Linked DNA regions of Mus musculus: region 1 is linked to region 2. The links are chromatin contacts, called in public Hi-C maps. All regions are on one chromosome and are shown on one strand. Each heading gives the region's core, a stretch centred on a gene start, on an enhancer-like site or on the middle of the called end of the contact. The rest is flanking DNA. Distances are from core to core; before and after follow the strand shown. Region 1 overlaps Cbl (Casitas B-lineage lymphoma). Region 2 holds the start of Abcg4 (ATP binding cassette subfamily G member 4).

Region 1 (2,700 bases), core at 97-2,596, 120 kb before region 2:
TAACCTTGGATATATAACAAACTTGAGTCTACTCTGGGCTACATACGATTTTGTCCCCCTCTCCAAGCCCCCAAAAAAGAGAGAAAGAGTTGAACAACAGAAAAACAAGTTGGACACACACATCAAAGGAATAAAAGGATAGGCTTTGAGCCCAGCACCTTTCCAACTCTTGGGAATGCCTTCCTTATCTTTCTTTTCTTCTTAATCTTCTTAAAAAGTATCTCTCAAACTTATTGGATGACATTTGTATTTGCATATGGGTTTTATCCAGGAGAACATGGGCACAGGGTCTCTTCTCAACACAGAGCACCTTCTCAAGGATTTTGGTTCTCAAAAAAAGGATCACTACATAAATTTAAATAGCCAAGGTAGGGATGATTCTCTTAATTGGCATGAAACTTTTGCTCCTCTATATTTTCTTTTTTTTTCCTTTTTTGTTTACTCTTCTCTCATATATTACTTCCCAACTACAGTCTCTATTCCCTCCTCTCCCCTTCCCTTGTTTTTAATAGACTCTCTATTTCTGCCACCACTTGCCTACCCCAAAGGGATAAACTATATCCCTTTCTGTCAGTTCTATGACATTAAAATAATGTGAGAGGATATTCAAGAACAACCAAAAAGACACAAGACAAAAGATTATATAGCCATTTAAAATTTTGTTTTGTTTGAGATGTCTGACTGTGTGTACACGCATGCACACACATATCTGGCTAGGCTTGGAACTTACCTTGTGGTTCAGGCTAGTCATGACCTTTTATTCTCTTACCTCAGCTTCCCCTGGTCTGCTATTACAGGAAACGTGCTATCATGTCTAGTGAGTTTTGAGATATTATGTGTGTGTGTGTGTGTGTGTGTGTGTGTGTAATTTATTTTATGTCTAGGAATATTTTGCCTGCAAGTATGTATGAGTAGTACATGTACGCAGGATGCCCACAGCTGAGAACAGGGCCATTGTCTCACCTAGAACTAGAGTTACAGTCACTATGGGAACTGAACCAGGGTCCTCTGAAAGAGCAGCAGGTGCTGTCAGCTTGCCTCTAACTCACTCTATAGCCTAGGCTGGCCTTGAACTCAGCAATCGTCCTGCCTCAACTCCCTAAGTGGTAGGATTATAATTGCAAGCCACCATATTCAACTTTTATCTTTTTTTAAAAAGAGCTTTCTCCTTAGAAAAATAGCAGGTTAGTCAATGACTTTAGAATCATACCTGAAACAGCCGTGTAAAAATATCAAATTCAAAGACAGAAATATAATCATTGCAGGTCAGATCAATAGTGGACTTCAGAGCCATGGCCTCCAGCCCAGAACTGATGGGATGCACTTCATGCAGGGCCTGTCGAAAGCTCTTCCACGGGACTATCGTCCTGGGAGGGATGGGTGAAAAGGCACGGTGAGAACAGGCAACTGCAGACACTACCATCATCAAATGACACCAAGCAAGACACATTAGGCTCCCAATATTAACAGCAATTCTCTCACAGAAGCCAAGTTATATTTAGACTAAGAACAGAAAGAAGGAAGTAAAGGATGTCTGCTGACTTCCTAATGAGTAACAGAGATGGTTTTCTACAGTTTCCTGGCCAAAACTATCACATATTGATCCCTTTTTCATCTTCCTACAGCATTTGTTCCACCCTAGAAGTACAGGAGAAAGATGAGGTCATGCCTTGTTTTATCAGTTTTACCATCGAGACCCTGGTCAGCCTTAACTTTCCATCCTCCTTCTCAGCTTCACCATGCTGAGAGGAGAGGTGCAGACCACTACACTAAATTTTCCTCAGGAGAAGAAGTCCCTCTACGTAGGCTTGGCTAGCCTAGAAGTCAGAAAGATCCACCTGTCCCTCCCTCCCAAGTGCTAGAACTAAGGTGCGCCATCCTACCTGGCTTTATCTGAGCTTTGAAAATCACACCAGTTCTTATTTTGCGTAATAGACTTTTAATTTTATTTTTGTAGTGTTGGGAACTGAACCAGGGCCTTATGTATGTCAGACCAGCAGTATAATCTTTATAATTTTAGCCAGACATTAGTGTTTTGGAGGGCAAAAAAGCTGACCAGGAACTTTTGTGTTGCTGCCTGGCCTCAAACAGATTTCCAAGTGCTGGAGTTATAGGTGTGAACTACCATGCCTTGCTCAGCATTAACATTTTTTTATTAGTACTATTTTTCCCCCTGCTAAAGACTGAACTTTGGGCATGGATTCTAGGCAAGTGCTGTGCAGAACAAATCTCTGAGTTCCAGGCCAGCCTGGTCTACAGAGCAAGTTCCAGGCCAGCCCGTAACCTCACACAGAGAAACCCTGTCTTGTAAAGCACCAAAAAGGAAGAATATAAACTCATACAAAGCAATTATGCAATACTCAGTGGGAGGGGCAGGTAAAACTCCACAATTTACCAATAATATTCTTAGCTATATAACTAAGGAGAGATTCTAGCTTACAAAAATAATTATGACCCTGCTCACTGTTTGCAACAGTAAATAATTTATAGGGCGAAAGAGTTGGCTCAGTGGTAATATCAGGTACTACTCTCCCATAAGACACAAGTTCAAGTCACAGAACCCACATCTAGCAACTCACGACCAACCACTTGTAACTCTAGCTCCAAGAGATCTGACACCCTTCCTGGCCTCTGCAGACACTGCATTCACAGGTATAAACACAGACATATACAAAGAGTAAAAAAATTTTAAGCCCATAA
Region 2 (2,700 bases), core at 28-2,527:
GAGACTGAGAGAGAGAAGACTGAGAGAGACTGAGAGATTGAGAGGTCATAGGGTCTATTTAGAAGAAAAAGCTTCAATAGCTGTTTGAACTCCCATAGTGCTGGCAGATGTGGGGAGCAGGGATCTTGTACCTCAACTGCAGTTGTGCAGTGAGGGTTAGGGCCCACAAAGCTCGCAGAGTAGGGTATCCCCAGGACTTATGCTCCTGGAAAGGCAACTCAGGGAGAGTCCCATGGGGCTGCCACCTACCCCGTTTGCGCCAGCAGGGCCCCTCCCGCACGGAATAGGACAGTTCCACGAACTCGATGTCCACAGCAGAGCGCTTGGGCAGGTGAGAGAAGCGCTGTGCTTCTGTGATATGGTTCTCCACCTTCTTTAGGTGCGTGGTCAGCACAGGGGGCTCTGCCCCGTCCTCCAGTGTCACAGCCATGGCCACAGCCCCAGGGCCCAGTCCACAGCCCACGGCCTCCAATGCCTTCTCCGCCATCACGCAGCCGGCCTGCAGGAGAGGGCCTGCTTAGCTCCGGGCAGACCCTCCAGCCCTTGCTCAAGGCGCCATAGCTTTCCGATGCTGCCCCGCCTCCACTCCTCCCACCCCAGCCTCCTTCTCCGGGCAGATCCCCCAACTGTCCGCACCCCTTTTCCCGCCGGGTCTTATGCACTCGGGCAGCACACACCCGGTGGTGCAGTGACACTCAGTTGCGACCTCGCCTCGTTCCTTGGCAGTCTCAGCCTGGCCTTGCTCGCCTGGCCCATCGAAGCTGTGCCCGCTCCTCCCTCCCCGCCGCGGCCTTAATCTCCTTACCCCACAGACAAGCAGTCCCTGGGGGCCGGGCGAGGGTAACCACCCGCTCGGAGGTCGGGGAAGCTAGGAGGCACAGGGTGGGCCGGGGGAGGCTCTGGCCTCGGCTCCGAGCCCCTCTCTGCACGGACTGGCACCGCTCCTCGGCCGGCCTCCCCATCCCGCTCCTCCGGACTGTTCCCCCAAACAGCGACAGACCCCAGACCCTCCAAGCCGACCCTCTTGTCCCCTGCTCGCCTGGTCACCTTGACGCGTCTCCGGCCGCTGCGACGCAAGGATGCTCAGCAGAGATGCTCAACCGGGATGTTCGACCCGGATGCTCAGCGTTGCGGCGCGGGAGGTGGACACTCCGGCTCTCTTCACCTGCCTCTGGCTGCGGCACCCGCGCCCCGGCTCCCTGTCCCGGTGGCCCGGGCCGGGGCGGGGCTAGGCCAGGGCGGGCAGTAGAGGAAGGCAGGGCTCGGGTCAGAAAGGATGACACAGTTGCGGAGAGATGGTTGAGGTCCCGCCGCGATCCCACTTGGATGAACCCGCCGGGTTCTCGTAGTCTGGTCCCCAGCGCCTGTCCTCTGGACCTAGTCGGGCGGCAGTGTTCTCTTCCAAGCTTCTGCTCGCTGGTCCTGCTGCTCTTAAAGGGCCCGTACTGCCCCTCACTCCGCGAGTAGCAAGGATGGAGGTGGTGAAAGCTATGCCTGCAGAGTTGGGGCCCGAATGGGGCCCTTTTTTGGACCTAGGACTGAGGTCAACCCGGAGGTCACCAAGGGAGGGAGACTTGATGTTACTCAGAGAGGCAGGTCCTTGAGCGGTAGGTGCCCAGGGGGGTTGGGAAGCTGTCGGTCTATCTGCATACACAAACCCCTCATTGCTTATCTCTTGCAGTTCAGCTTTGGAGCGCAGCCCCACCCAACCCTAAAGTACAAAGGACTTGAATGTATAATTCTTGAGACTTTGAGACAGCCTCTCACGCCTCTTCACATCCCCCCTCTCTAAGGGCTCAAGAGGACACTAGTTATGAAGAGACAGGGGATAGTAGTTATGACAAAGCCTGCAGGCAGCTCCAAGGTTAACCTTGACCCAGTCACAGCCTGCTTTGGCCATCAAAGTCTTTATTCTATTCGACCAGCCAGATTCAGGTCTCCAAGCCAGTATAGGCTGATCTAAGAGGCTGCAGTCCATACATACACAAAGCTCTTCAGATTCTGTCTTGGACGGCTTTTCATAGACATGGACATTCTCTCTCACCTACAAGCGTGGCTGGGTCCTCAGAGCGCTTACACCGCCCCCGCCCCCGCACCCCGCCTACTTGCTTTGGCCCTTTCTCAATTACTCTTGGCTCCTGCCTGCCCTATCCTCTATTTCTTTAAGGGGTCAGTAAGTCACGTGACCTGAGCTTTTTAGTTCCCGCCTGTCACATGCAGAGACAGATAGGAGGTAGGTAGGCTTAGGTTCTGGGTACTGCTTCCACTGCTACTGCAGCGGAAGATGCTAATAATCCAACACCAGCCCCCAACCCTCGCCCAAACCTCTCTGCAGCCCAGGAAACTAGCGACCCTGCAGGACATGTCCACACCCACCCTGAGACTATGAGGTTCATGGGGGTTTGGGATCCAATCTTTCCCAATTTCCCTTCATCCCTGTCTCACCTATGGTCATTCCTCAGGACCAATCTTCGAATTTTCCAGATGGACCCTCTATTCTTCAAGTTAATCTCCAATACCTCATGATAGACAATACCCCAATGATTGCTTTGTATGTAAGCGCGCGCGCGTGCGTTAGGGTCTCACTAACTCAGGCTGTTGCTGAGGCTGGCTTTGACTGCCCAGTCTTCCCCCTCTCTTGGGTGCAGTGACTATAAACATGTCACCAGGCCTGTCTAACATAAGTACTTACTGAAAAAC

What was found. Hi-C and Micro-C count contacts between places; a contact is called where the count stands out from the background.
Region 1: a Hi-C map of bone marrow-derived macrophages shows a contact between it and region 2, with 36 read pairs. The contact joins the enhancer-like site here to the promoter of Abcg4 in region 2. A contact is called at or near these places in 11 of 39 promoter capture datasets (the 3T3-L1 cell line, the C10 cell line, the HPC-7 cell line and 7 more), 17 of 484 Hi-C or Micro-C datasets (B cells, CD4 T cells, ECoMG-derived neutrophils and 11 more), 6 of 115 datasets of contacts at active chromatin or transcription factors (SST interneurons, bone marrow-derived macrophages, embryonic stem cells and 2 more) and 4 of 9 other capture datasets (adipose tissue, embryonic stem cells, liver and 1 more).

What each region holds. Positions count from the first base shown.
Region 1 is chr9:44,167,810-44,170,509 of GRCm38.p6, forward strand. Cbl (Casitas B-lineage lymphoma) reads right to left here. Exons shown (of 16, transcript NM_007619.2): 4 at 1,211-1,367. Among named protein-coding and RNA genes, the nearest start is that of Mcam, 35 kb to the left of the region's middle. Within about 2 kb of position 1,347, at least 28 of the 459 cell types and tissues checked have an H3K27ac peak or open chromatin away from gene starts, as enhancers often do. A contact at or near this core is called in B cells, the HPC-7 cell line, bone marrow-derived macrophages and 2 more, where this site is marked.
Region 2 is chr9:44,286,967-44,289,666 of GRCm38.p6, forward strand. Abcg4 (ATP binding cassette subfamily G member 4) reads right to left here and starts at 1,278. Exons shown (of 15, transcript NM_138955.3): 1 at 1,048-1,278; 2 at 250-499. The coding sequence starts at 487.